3 separate regions of the Mus musculus genome follow, and regions 2 and 3 are each linked to region 1. The links are chromatin contacts, called in public promoter capture Hi-C and targeted proximity ligation maps. All regions are on one chromosome and are shown on one strand. The core of a region is the stretch at or near the end of the contact, and the rest is flanking DNA. Distances in the headings are between cores, read along the strand shown.

The links. Capture Hi-C pulls out chosen DNA fragments and counts their contacts.
Region 2: a contact with region 1 is called in a targeted proximity ligation map of CD8 T cells, with 24 read pairs. A contact is called at or near these places in 1 of 39 promoter capture datasets (macrophages), 28 of 484 Hi-C or Micro-C datasets (the AML12 cell line, CD4 T cells, CD8 T cells and 20 more), 6 of 130 datasets of targeted methods (CD8 T cells, the SCID.adh cell line, astrocytes and 2 more) and 4 of 9 other capture datasets (adipose tissue, liver, macrophages and 1 more).
Region 3: a contact with region 1 is called in a promoter capture Hi-C map of liver. A contact is called at or near these places in 2 of 39 promoter capture datasets (cranial neural crest and maxillary cranial neural crest), 12 of 484 Hi-C or Micro-C datasets (CD4 T cells, CD8 T cells, T follicular helper cells and 1 more), 5 of 130 datasets of targeted methods (CD8 T cells, the SCID.adh cell line, effector CD8 T cells and 1 more) and 3 of 9 other capture datasets (adipose tissue, liver and pancreatic islet).

What each region holds. Positions count from the first base shown.
Region 1 is chr19:11,516,970-11,520,790 of GRCm38.p6, forward strand. Ms4a6b (membrane-spanning 4-domains, subfamily A, member 6B) reads left to right here and starts at 1,590. Exons shown (of 7, transcript NM_027209.3): 1 at 1,590-1,705; 2 at 3,354-3,516. The coding sequence starts at 3,370.
Region 2 is chr19:11,587,105-11,590,880 of GRCm38.p6, forward strand. Ms4a6d (membrane-spanning 4-domains, subfamily A, member 6D) reads right to left here. Exons shown (of 7, transcript NM_026835.2): 5 at 2,886-3,092; 6 at 860-961; 7 at 1-77. Among named protein-coding and RNA genes, the nearest start is that of Ms4a6d, 16 kb to the right of the region's middle.
Region 3 is chr19:11,441,079-11,445,366 of GRCm38.p6, forward strand. Ms4a4b (membrane-spanning 4-domains, subfamily A, member 4B) reads left to right here and starts at 2,480. Exons shown (of 7, transcript NM_021718.2): 1 at 2,480-2,582.

The sequences.
Region 1 (3,821 bases), core at 340-2,839:
TTACCTTAAACTGTGAGCACTGCTTTTAGACCATAAACCCCGCCCTCATGAGGGACGTTACCTGTACCTTACCACAGCCTTTACCACAGGAGGCTGATGTTATCTTAGGGCGAGGCAATGCTGAAACCCACAGGCATCACTTATCCCTCAGTCAAGCTCCCTAGAGCCTAAGTCTTGGGCACTATCTCTTAGTCAACAGTACCCGTTCTTGTGGAAAAAAAAAAAAAAGCCAGGTGTGCTTTGTAAAGGACCTCAATGTAACATTACATTGTTGTGAGCTTGGGCCTGAGTTCATTGCTATCTGAAAACCTTTTGTTCCAAAATTGTGCTGTGCTTCACTATGGCTAAAGTAAAACAATCTAGGCTAGACCAGCACCAGTTACAACAAAATGGGGCTGAGCTGAGTTTTATTCATCTCTTCCTAAATTGTTTTGTTGTTGCTGTTGTTGTTTTGTTTTTCCTGCCTGCTGTGAAACCTGCAGGGAATTACCACACCACAACCCTCTGATGTGACAGTGGCTCACACTGTCTCCCTAGGTTCTTTTTGGCTGACTCCAAGGAAAGAAGGAAGGAAGTTGTCAGCGTGTAGCTGTCCAGTTGCTGCAGCTGGCTCTAGTTCCCCTGTGAAGTTAATTATGTCAAAGTCAGCTTCTGAATTGTGCCTACCCAAGGGCCTGAAAGCCACAGGGACACATGTCTTCATGACTGTGTCTGGAGTGCAGGATTGTTGAAGTCATTCCTGGTGTGTTGAAACTTCTCTGCTTGCTCCTCTCCTGATCTATTACTTTTCTAGAAGTGTCCAGTAACTCCCTGGACACATCTCCTGTTAGAGAAGTCCAGTGGTCTAGAAGAAGGTTAGAAGAGATGAGGAAGGCTCTAAAGGGAGTATCAATTAACCAGCGAGTGCTGAAATCCTGTGTGCAGGGGTTTTTTTCCCCAGAGGCTGAAGAGTTACTGGGGGAAAAAGTATGAATAACAAAGTACCAAAAATACTGTAAAATGATCAATTGTTACAATTGATTATACATTACAGTGTGCTCAGTAATGTATTAGCCTATAATAAAGTAATATATCAAAATCCAAGGTCATGATTACTATTATCATACTTTACTCTGCATTGTGAAATGTTTTATTCATCAATACTACTATGACTTGCAATATCATTAGTAATCAAGAAAGTTCATTAAATAGTAGTTAGAAGGAAGACAGGTCTTTAAGAAAAACTTTCATCTTTTTTCCCTTTTTTGATTAGATATTTTCTTTATTTGTTTTTCAAATGTTATCCCCTTTCCTAGTTTCCCCTCCAAAAACTTTCTCTCATCTTAATAGGTTTTCCCAGCATGTTGCTGTTCTTTGTTTAACTCATAAACAACTAAAGTTCAAGAAAGTGAACTTGGGCATTGCATGCAGCTAGTGGGTGTTGCAACTCACTACCTCACCCCTCACTCTATCAAAACTGGTTCAATTAGTAATTTTTCTGAAGTTACTGGGACTTTCTGATATAGGAAGTACAGGCACAATAACAGTCCTCAACCTGTTAAGCACCACTTCCTGTGCAGTGAACACAGAAGAAGGAAGGGCTGGAGACAGTTACAAGTTCACAAGAAGGAACCAAGGATCAGCCTGAGAGAACCCAGAGTTAAGGCTCTTCGGGTTCCTGAGAGCTCGGCTGGAAGTGACTGGGTGACAAGGCACACAGGCTCAGGTAGGCAACCCTGAAGGGACTTCCCTCTGTGTAGCACTCTGTTTCTGGGACTGAGTTACAAGAACTTGCTGATGCTCATGAAAGCAATGGAGACACGGGGGCTCTTTAGAATTAAATGGGCAAAGGCACAGGGCATCTGGCTTACCTCTGTCCTGGCCATTTTAGCTGCATAATCTTGGTGATCACTGACATAAGGAGCAGAACTCTCAGGTCATTCACTGATTAGGCAGCCTAAGGGCTGAGAATAGCACAGAGAACAGAAGGGAGCCAAGATGAGCTCAGAAACCGATTCCCCAGGGAACATGGTCCTTCCACCTAACAAGGGCATGATTGTCAGTATCATGACAAAACTTGAAAAAAGCTTAGGACTCCAGGACTTCTCATATGGGTGCATTCAGCTGCTTCTTCACACTGAAGAGACTTAAACACAGGCTGCCCCTGGCAGGTGGGAAAATAAGGAGAGAACCAGAGTCAGAGACAGCTGTGCCGCCACACACAACTGTGTGTAGGCAACTGGTCAGTAATGAGAACTTTGCCTGTTTATTTAGCATTTATTTGATGTTGCTGTGCAAAGCATCATTACTTCCTCATATACATCAAAGTTTTGATTCTGAATTTGTTACTGATTGTGATTTTATTAATTAATGTAAAGGATTGTTTTCAAGAATAAAAACACTAGATTATGTCTACTAAAATATGATAAAATGTGAGGTGCTAATCCTAAAATTGGCACTATTAGACACACGAAACAGATGCATAGGGTTGCACGTTTTGAGTGGTACATAGCATGGATTGGAAAGCACTGAAGGCTGACTTTAGTACCTCATGGATAGCAAAGCAGCCGGACAGTGCAAGTCATTGAATAAAGACAATGCACTTGTTCTAGGTGAAATTGGGAAAGAGCCAGAGCTACATCTGACAAATTTTGTGTAAACATTTGGGCATAGAAACAGAAACCTGTGGGGATCCAGGATTTCCCTTCCTATGAGGTGTTTATTATCTAAAATCATTGTGGTGTGTTTAACATTTTGAAAAAAATAACTCCTAAATCTGAGATGTGATGGTTTTACATTTCTCTGTACCAGCAGTTTCTTCTGCCAAAGGACAGGTCAAGGATGCCCAAAGGTGCACAGTCTGGGAGGTGGGGGCAGAACTGGGAAGCATGGTTTGTTTTGTTTGTTGTTATTTTATGTTCAAAGCCAAGGCACTTAATGACTTACTGAAAATTCATGTGCTGTGTACTCTGATCATGCTTTTCCTTCCCATTTCTTTTCCTAGATCCTCTCAAACTATCCAACACTATCCAACTTTGCATCTTCTCTCTCTCTCTCTGTCTCTGTCTCTGTCTCTGTCTCTCTGTCTCTCTCTCTCTGTCTCTGTCTGACTCTCTCTGTCACTGTCTCTCTGTCTCTGTCTCTGTCTCTGTCTCTGTCTCTCTGTCTCTCTGTCTCTGTCTCTGTCTCTCTGTCTCTCTGTCTCTCTCTGTCTCTCTCTGTCTCTGTCTCTCTCTCTCACACACACACATTAGCAAAAACAACAAAAAAGGAGAATGAAATGTAAATCAACCAAGCAAACAGAACCAAAACTAAACCAAACCACTACAATGGGCACAGTATTTTATCACACCTGAGTCCATTTTCTCTTCCAGCCGTGGGAGCTCAATCATGATTCCACAAGTAGTGACCAGTGAGACTGTGGCAATGATTTCGCCAAATGGAATGAGTCTTCCCCAAACAGACAAACCCCAGCCTTTCCACCAGTGGCAAGACAGCCTGAAGAAACATCTAAAGGCTGAGATCAAAGTGATGGCGGTAAATCCCACTCAGAACATCCTGGGGTGGGTAGAGGGCAGAGGGTGAGGCTCTATGTATTAGGACCAGAGATAAATTTGGGTGGGGGGAGCCTTCAGTTTTGACAGAATGATCACAGAGTGGCCAGTACATTGGTGGAAGCCCCATGGCAAGCTGCTTACATCACTAAAACCTTCTAAAATTGGCAAATAATTCCGTTTATTATGATGAACTTGGACTACACTTCAATGACCTTATTCCATGTGTCATTGAGATTTTGTTGTTTAGTTCTCTTTTTTTTTCTTTTCATTTTTGAAGCGTACCTT
Region 2 (3,776 bases), core at 1,052-3,551, 71 kb after region 1:
TCATATGTAGGGTTACAAAGTGACTCTGAAGATACACTGGATTTATTCTTTGAGTTCTGAGACAGGAAAATCACATTCTAGAAAAAAAAGAAAATATATCAAGTGTCAGACTTTCCTCAGATTTAACTGAATAATGTGAAGCTATTTACCTCCAGCTACAGATAAATAGATACAGTTATAAATATAATTTCCTTCCAAGTTTTACATAGGCTTCATCTTCATTGAAAGATGAGAACAATTCTCCATTAACTTCCCAAAACTATTTCATGTCCATCACATAGTATTCATTCACAATGTATAATAAGACTTAGGCTGATGAAAAGTTTTCAGTTGAGTTAAGCTCTGTGTGACTTGATTTAACATATTCTTAGTATCTTTGAGGTAAGGAAGATTTTTAAGATCTCAAAGTGGGCTAAACACATTCAGTGTGCAACAAGCCATTGCCAAGTTAAGACTGTTAGAGGATAGTTACTATTAGAGAAATTTTCCTGAGTAGAAGGGAGGCAGCTGTGTTCTAGTTTGAGTGAGCAGTATAGTCAGGAATCCCTGACTATAGGCAAACTCAATGTAATGCCAAGAGATACATTTAACTTCCTCAAACTTATGATTGTTTGTTTGGGGGGGGGGAAGAACCAAGATATATGTGATATACAACTATTTCTTGTCCAGGTATTCCTTATCATCTATACTTCTGTCTCCTCTCTCCAATATCTACTAAGGACCCTCCCCATTTAAAAAAAAAGCCACGTGGTATACATTTCACGATGGCTGATTATTCTGTCTGATATTCTTAGTGGCATTGACTAATATATCCCAGAGGAACACCAGGGAAGATTCAAGTGGCCTCTAGCATACTTACCCCAGAGAAAGCAGAGGAGCTCTGTTTCCACCACAGTGTGGCAGTGAGGACAGCCAGGCCAAGCTCCAACACACTGCTGATTAGCATCAGTGAAAAGACTCCCTAAATTCAGGAGAAGAGAGGATGGTGTGACTGAGTCAGCTGATGCCCTCATTCCTGGGTGGAAGGTGATTGTAAAGATGAAACCATCTTCACCATCAGAGACACCATCAAGAAGGGAAAGGATCCTCCCAGACCTACAGATGGGCTAAAATTGATGCCTGGTCCCTTTATTCCTTGGAGCAAGTAGGGGAAGAGAACAAGCTAAATCAACAAAGCCATTTTCTGCCATTTCTCACCCTTCTTGGACATGGATCCTGACTATACTGTTCACTCAATGAGGAAGTAGAGAGGAGTAGTGACCCCAGGTCAGAGTCAACAGTTCCTGCTCTTGGCTCTCTTGATTAGTGTGGGGCTGGGTAAGTCTTTAATTTTCTAGTTTCTGTATGCTCTCTTATCACACCTGTGTAGTATTTCCTCTGCAGAGACTTGTGAGGGTTAGTGAGGTTCTGATCATGCAAGCAAACTCTTTTTAAGTTGGCATTGATAGAACCTTCTTCCTTAGGATTGATTTGTGTGTGTGTGTGTGTGTGTATGTGTGTGTGTGTGTGTGTGTGTGTGTGTGTGATGGTGAAAGGCAGAAAAGCAATCCAGTTTCTAAGTCTGTGACATCAAAAATCAACTCAAAGAAGGATCTATGTAAAGAACACATATCCCGTGACTCTGTCCCAAGGTCTTCATGAAGATCGCTTGATAGGAAGGAAGATGAGTGTCACACTGTAAACTCTTCATTTATCTGCGCACACGGCACGGGTAGAAAAGAGACGGCGCATGCCTCCAGTACCTAGACACTGTCCCAGGAAATACACTCAAGCCAGTCTCTGACTTACAGTGTGAAACTATCCCATGATGCCATCATTCTTTGTGGTCCACCCAGATTCCTCCCCAATTCTTCAGGCTTCTAAAATCAGGCATAGTTATTCCAGATGTTAATTTTCTCGCATTGTTATGTGTCTAATGCAAACATTTTTTATTGTTGTGGTTTTCATAACTAAGGAAGACTCCCTGGGCCCAGCTCCATAAGGATCTGAGAAAGCCTGGGGTTGAGAACTGATTGACTGTGATTTGTCTAGCTGTCTCTTGCTCATCTGACTTTTATAGTTACAGGACTATGGATGTGTTTCTGATGAGATGGAGGCCCTCACATCCTGCCAGTTACTCTTCTCCATTTCTCTGGATTTCTTTTTCTCCTCATTTAACAATCCCATCTCTTTGTGTTGTAATGAAAGCAGCCTTGAGCTCACTTCCACACGGGCTTGGTGCTCCTTGCTACTGTGATTACTGGAGGGAGTAGATGCCCTGACTTCCCCCCTACCCCCGCATTTCCCACGCTGTTTCTCAACTTGTGGCTGAGGTTTGCTCAGTTCACTTCATGCCTGTACCACACACATGCACCATGGTTCATGCATTTCCTGATTATCTGTTTTCTTTTGTTTCGTTTTTCTGGTATGCTTGCCTCTCTTCACTCACTACCCCATAAAGTAAGACTCTTGGTTTGACAACCTCATCCTTTATGCCTCTAAAACTGCATCCTTTATTCCTCTAATGCCTTCTTAATCCTTAGAAAATAGGGGTGGTCTTTATAGTTTTATCATCTACTTAATTTGGTAATTTCCCTCAATATTTTGCTATTACTACACGACCACTCGGTGTAGAATTTTAACAATATGTTCATTCTTGCCTCTGTCTTCCATGACTCTGGCTTTATCCTAAATGTACAAGCAAGAGTTAAAATAAAAATAAAAATGTCTATGAAAATACCACAATGAAACCAATTACTTTATATATTAGTTTTAAAAACTAATAAATTAAAAACAAAAACAACAACAACAAAAAGAATGAACAGAGTTTTGAATCAGGGAACAGAAGAAATATGCTGTCAAAAAACATCTTTAAAACCTGGAACATTTCCTTTTGAAATACTTACAGTCAGAGCAGCTTTGGCCACGAAGCAGCTGTTTAATGGCTCAGGGCTAAAGAAATGATAAGCATCTTGGGTTGTGTCTAGTTGTGTGAAAGCCAGCTTACATTGCTGCAAGGCAGGCTCTAAAGCAGCCAAACTGACAGAGAGAATAGCGATGCCTGTAAGAGCAGAGAGGACACTCAGGATGCTCAGGGCTAGGCTGCTGTGAACCTGGAATGACAACACACATCACATATGCCTCTTATTCACTACACTATAATAGGCCCAGCTGCTTGTCTCTTTCAGGATCTAAACCTACAATAGTTTATTTCTCAATGCCCTCTAGTGTCTGCAAACATATAAACCCAGAAGGTAAATTATGATTGGGAAAGTATGATCCCATGCCAGACAGTACTTCAGAGGCAGGGAAGAAAATAGTGTCTTTCTATCAGCTTCATCTATGACTACAAGTAGCATCCTGTTAGATAAACCTGAAAATTCTCCGATAGCGTGTAGCCAAAGGTGGGAATACAGAACCCAAATTTTCCCTATCTACCAATACCTTTAGTGATACAATTTGGATCTTGCATGCCTCCCCTGACCCCAAAAAATTGTGTGATGAAGACCTAATTTCCAGGTGGATGCTAGTGTAAAGTGGTAGAAACATTTGCCAGTGTAGCCTGATTGAAGATTTGTCATACCTTGTTTCCAAACATGCTCTGCCTCTCTAGTAGTTCCAAAGGAACAGATTCACACAGTCATGTATGAAGACTTCTTAAAATGTAAGCCCAAATAAACCTTTCTTCTTCATAAGTTGATTCATCCCATGTGTTTGTTGCAGAAAGTAAATCTGACTCATATACTTAGAGACCTCCATGGAACCCTCAGAAACACACAAGAGTGGTGGGTAGAGTA
Region 3 (4,288 bases), core at 1,230-3,729, 75 kb before region 1:
CTGTGGTTGGTGGTTTAGACCCTGGGAGCTCTGGTTGATATTGTTGTTCTTTATATGGGGTTGCAAACCCCTTCAGCTGCTTCAGTCATCTCCCTAACTCCTCCATTGGAGTCCCTGTGCTCAATCCAAAGGTTGGCTGCAAGCATCCACGTCTGTATTTGTCAGGCTCTGATAGAGCTTCTCAGGAGACAGCTATATCAGGCTCTTGTCAGCGAGCACTTTTCAGCATCTGCAGCACTATTTATTGAAGATACCTTCTTCTCTCCATTTTATGTTCTTATCATCTTTGTCAGGTATTAATTGACTGAAGTTGTATGTGTTCATATTTGAGCCTTTGGTTTTATTCCATTGGTCTTCACATCTGTTTTTGTTCCATTACCAGTTTTCATTGTCATGGCTCTGTAACATATCTTAAGGCCTGGGATGGTAATCTTTTCAACATGTTCTTTTTGTTCAGGATTGTTTTGTCTATCTGGGGTCTTTTGTAGTTCCATATAGGTTTTAGGAGAGTTTTCTATTTCTTTGAAGAGTGATATGGGGATTTTGATAGGGTTTGCTTCGAATCTGTAAATAGCATTTGGTTAAATTATTATTTTCACAAGGTTAATTCTACCAGTCCACAAGTAAGGGCTGTCTTTCCATTTTCTAGTATCTTTCTTCAGAACTGTAAAGTTTTCATCACAGAGGTCCTTCTTTTCCTTGGCTAGGTTTATTCCTAAATATTTTATTTTCTTTAAGGATATTGCAAATGGTAGTGTGTCAATGATCTCCTTCTATGTATGTTTACTGTGTAGAAAAGCTACTGATTTGTGCAAGTTGACACCATATCTTGCCATGTTCCTGAATTTGTTTTTCATTTTGAGAAGTTTTCTAGTAGAATTTTTTTGGGTTTCTCATGCATAGTATCAAGCCATCTGAAAATGGGAATAGTTTGTTGTCTTCTTTTCCTATTTGTACCCATTTCAATTTCCTTCTCTTGCCTTATTGTTCCAAATAGCATTCAGAACACAATACTGAAAAGGAGTAAGAATAATTGAATTCCTGTCTCTTTCTTGACTTCAGTGAGATTGCTTCAAGCTTTTCTTCATTTACAATGATGTTGGTTATGAGTTTCTAAAATATAGCTTTTATTATATTGAGGTGTCTTCCCTCTAGCCTTACATACTGTAGGAATTTTATCGTGAAGGCCTGTTGTTTTCTCAAAGGGCCTTTTCACATCTCTTGATATGATCGTGTAATTTTCTTAAGTTCATTTACACGATTTACTATATTAACCAACTTGTGAATATTGAGCCATTCCATGTTTCATGGATATAGCCAATGTTGTCATGGTAGATAATCTTTATTATGTATGTTTGTATTCTTTTTGTCAGTATTCTATTGAGTATTTTTAGATCTATGTTCATCAGGAAAATGACATGTAGTTTTCATGTGTGTGCGCACGCGCGCGCGCATGTGTGTGTGTGTATTTCTTTACCTGGTTTTGGGATTAGAGTGACACTGGTTTCATAGAGGGGGGTGGGAGTGCTCTTTTGTTTTGGCAAAGAGCAGCTTTGGCATCTACGGTAAACTGGAGTGGGTCATAGAGTAGGCAATTGGTCATTCAGCAGATTTTTATTGGAGGGAACACAGCTTGATTCTCTGGGGCTGGTGGAGGACTCCCTGGGGCTGGAAGAAAGACTCTGGGTCCAGTGAAACTTTCTGGAGCCAGCAAGAAAAAGGTGGGAAAGAATCAAACACACACACACACACTTGGTGGATGAAGCAAGCCTCAACAAGCTCCAACAACTTCACCCATTACATACATACATACATACATACATACATACATGCACATATACATTTGTTGGATCGAGCAAAGCTACAACAAATTTCACATATACACATATATACATATAGACATACATATACACATATACACATTTGTTGCATGTAGCAAAGCTCCAACAAGTTTATTTTTTTCCTACATCTTATATAGCCCAGTAAAATCTTTCAAGCCCTATAAAAATTACAATATGGTTACATTCCTTTTTTCATACAGTAAACAATTACAGTGAATATGTGTAGAAAAAAACCATTTTCCTAATACTCTCACTTGATCAAATGTTCTACATATTAGGGGTGAAAAACAAATTATGCCCTAGAGCCCATATTCATTTGTATTTAAGTAACTTCTTATAGATTAACAGAGTATACATAGACACGATAATTTTCTCAGCCAGTTTTTCTTACTAGCAGGTTGCAATGTGCACTTAAAGGAAAGAATCAACTATTTTGTTACTTATATTAAAAAGTAATCTTATGAAATTTTTTAAAAAGAATCAGAAGTCTAAATTCTATATAAAAAAACAAAAATTTCTACCTTGAATTTTCAGAGTACACATCCACCCATATATGATGGCTGAGATGGGTGGGGAGGAAATGTCAGAGGCAAAGGTTTCTGCCTCTTAGTCAGTGGGGGGAAGTCCTGACACAATCAAACAGTCTGCTATCTACAAAGGTGAATCAGAGTCCTGTGAGAACACACAAGCAAAGCTTCTCCTGGAATAAATCAGCTGACATCTGATCCTTTCCATTGTCTGGTTAGTACATCTTTATTATTTTATTAGAAGTTGAGGAGTAAATTTTACTTAAAACAAGGTTTTTTTTTAAAGAAAAGATTTATGTTTTATTCTGTAATATTTTATGATTAAAATAATATATAAAGCATGGTTTAAAATATGATAAGGAGATGAATATTTGCAATCTTTATTTTGTAACTTAAATATTTGAGTGTTTAAAGTTTGACATGTTCGCTCTACAATAGCCTGTCCTTAGTGATTGTAGGGAATGACAATGGAGTGTGAGATATTGAAATCCAAACACCATTTTTTTTAAAAGCCTTGTACGTAGAAACATAAGAATTGTCTATTTTTTCTAAACTATTGGCATTCCTAAGATTGTAAAACAAATGTCATACCTGATCGTTGAAAGCTTCTCCAGATCTAACAGAAGCACAAATAACATGAGAATAATTATAAATCACAGGGGCACAGGCTCCGAGGATAAACTCCCATGGGGAACACGCATGGGTGTGTGACACACTGAGCATTTCCACAGGATCTCATAAGCAGCGTTGAGGGGAAAATGGCCCTTTGAGGGAAGGTGAAAGTGAGTGCTTAGGGCACTTGGTAGATGAAGCAAGTTTCAACTAGCTCCAACAACTTCACATATTGCATAATACAAACATACATATATACTTACATACATTTATACATACATTTATATATACATTCATATGTGCATACATACATACGTATATACTTACATTTATACATACATTATACATTCATATGTGCATACATACATACATGCATATATATACATACATACATACATATAGAGATAGAGATAGAGATAGAGATAGAGATAGAGATAGATAGATAGATAGATAGATAGATAGATAGATAGATAGATATAGATATATATGTGTATATATACATATATGCACATATAGATATTGGGAAAATGTCTGAACAATTCCATGCTTCCCATCAAATGATATCAAGATTCAGGGTCATTGCTGGATGATGTTTCAACGACTGGGACTCAAATTGACTGTATGCCATGATAGCACAAGAACCTAAATTATAATTGCATCTACCTCTCCATGGGCCTGTATGAGCTCTGATAGGCATACTGGTGTTTCATGTTTTAACCAATGTCAGAGTTATAACAACACTCTTCCCCCCAACACCGGGGCCTCTGACATCCTCCATAGCCTCATGCTATGTGTGTGGTCTGAAGGAGGAACAGTCTAAATTCCAGGTGAGAATATCTTGATTGGTTCTAGATGGCAGACCCTGTTCTCTGGATCTTCAGATGCTCTGGGAACCTGTACTCTGGAAGCCAGCACTGCAGTGGCTGCTTGTGTGTGTTGCTGGATCTCAAACCAAGAAGGATCTCTTATCTAGTGTCAGCAGTGTAGAGAAAACCAAGAAGAATAGAATCACAAAGCACTATTGAGTACCCAGTTATCAATGTTGCCACTGCTCCTATGGGTGCTTCCTACAGTGGACTTCTAAGACAGCGTCACTTACTGCTAACACTACCATGGCTGAAGAAGCTACACAGATCCTGCAGTTCTGCATTATCTAGAACCAAAGTCACTGCATTGTACCCAACCCACATTCCTGCCCCTGAAGGCCTTTCACAAATCCAGTTGGGATGAGGTTACTACTTGATTAGATGCACAGGTGTCCCTCCATCATCTCACTCTCCTCCATTGTGATGGCTTTGCTCACTCATC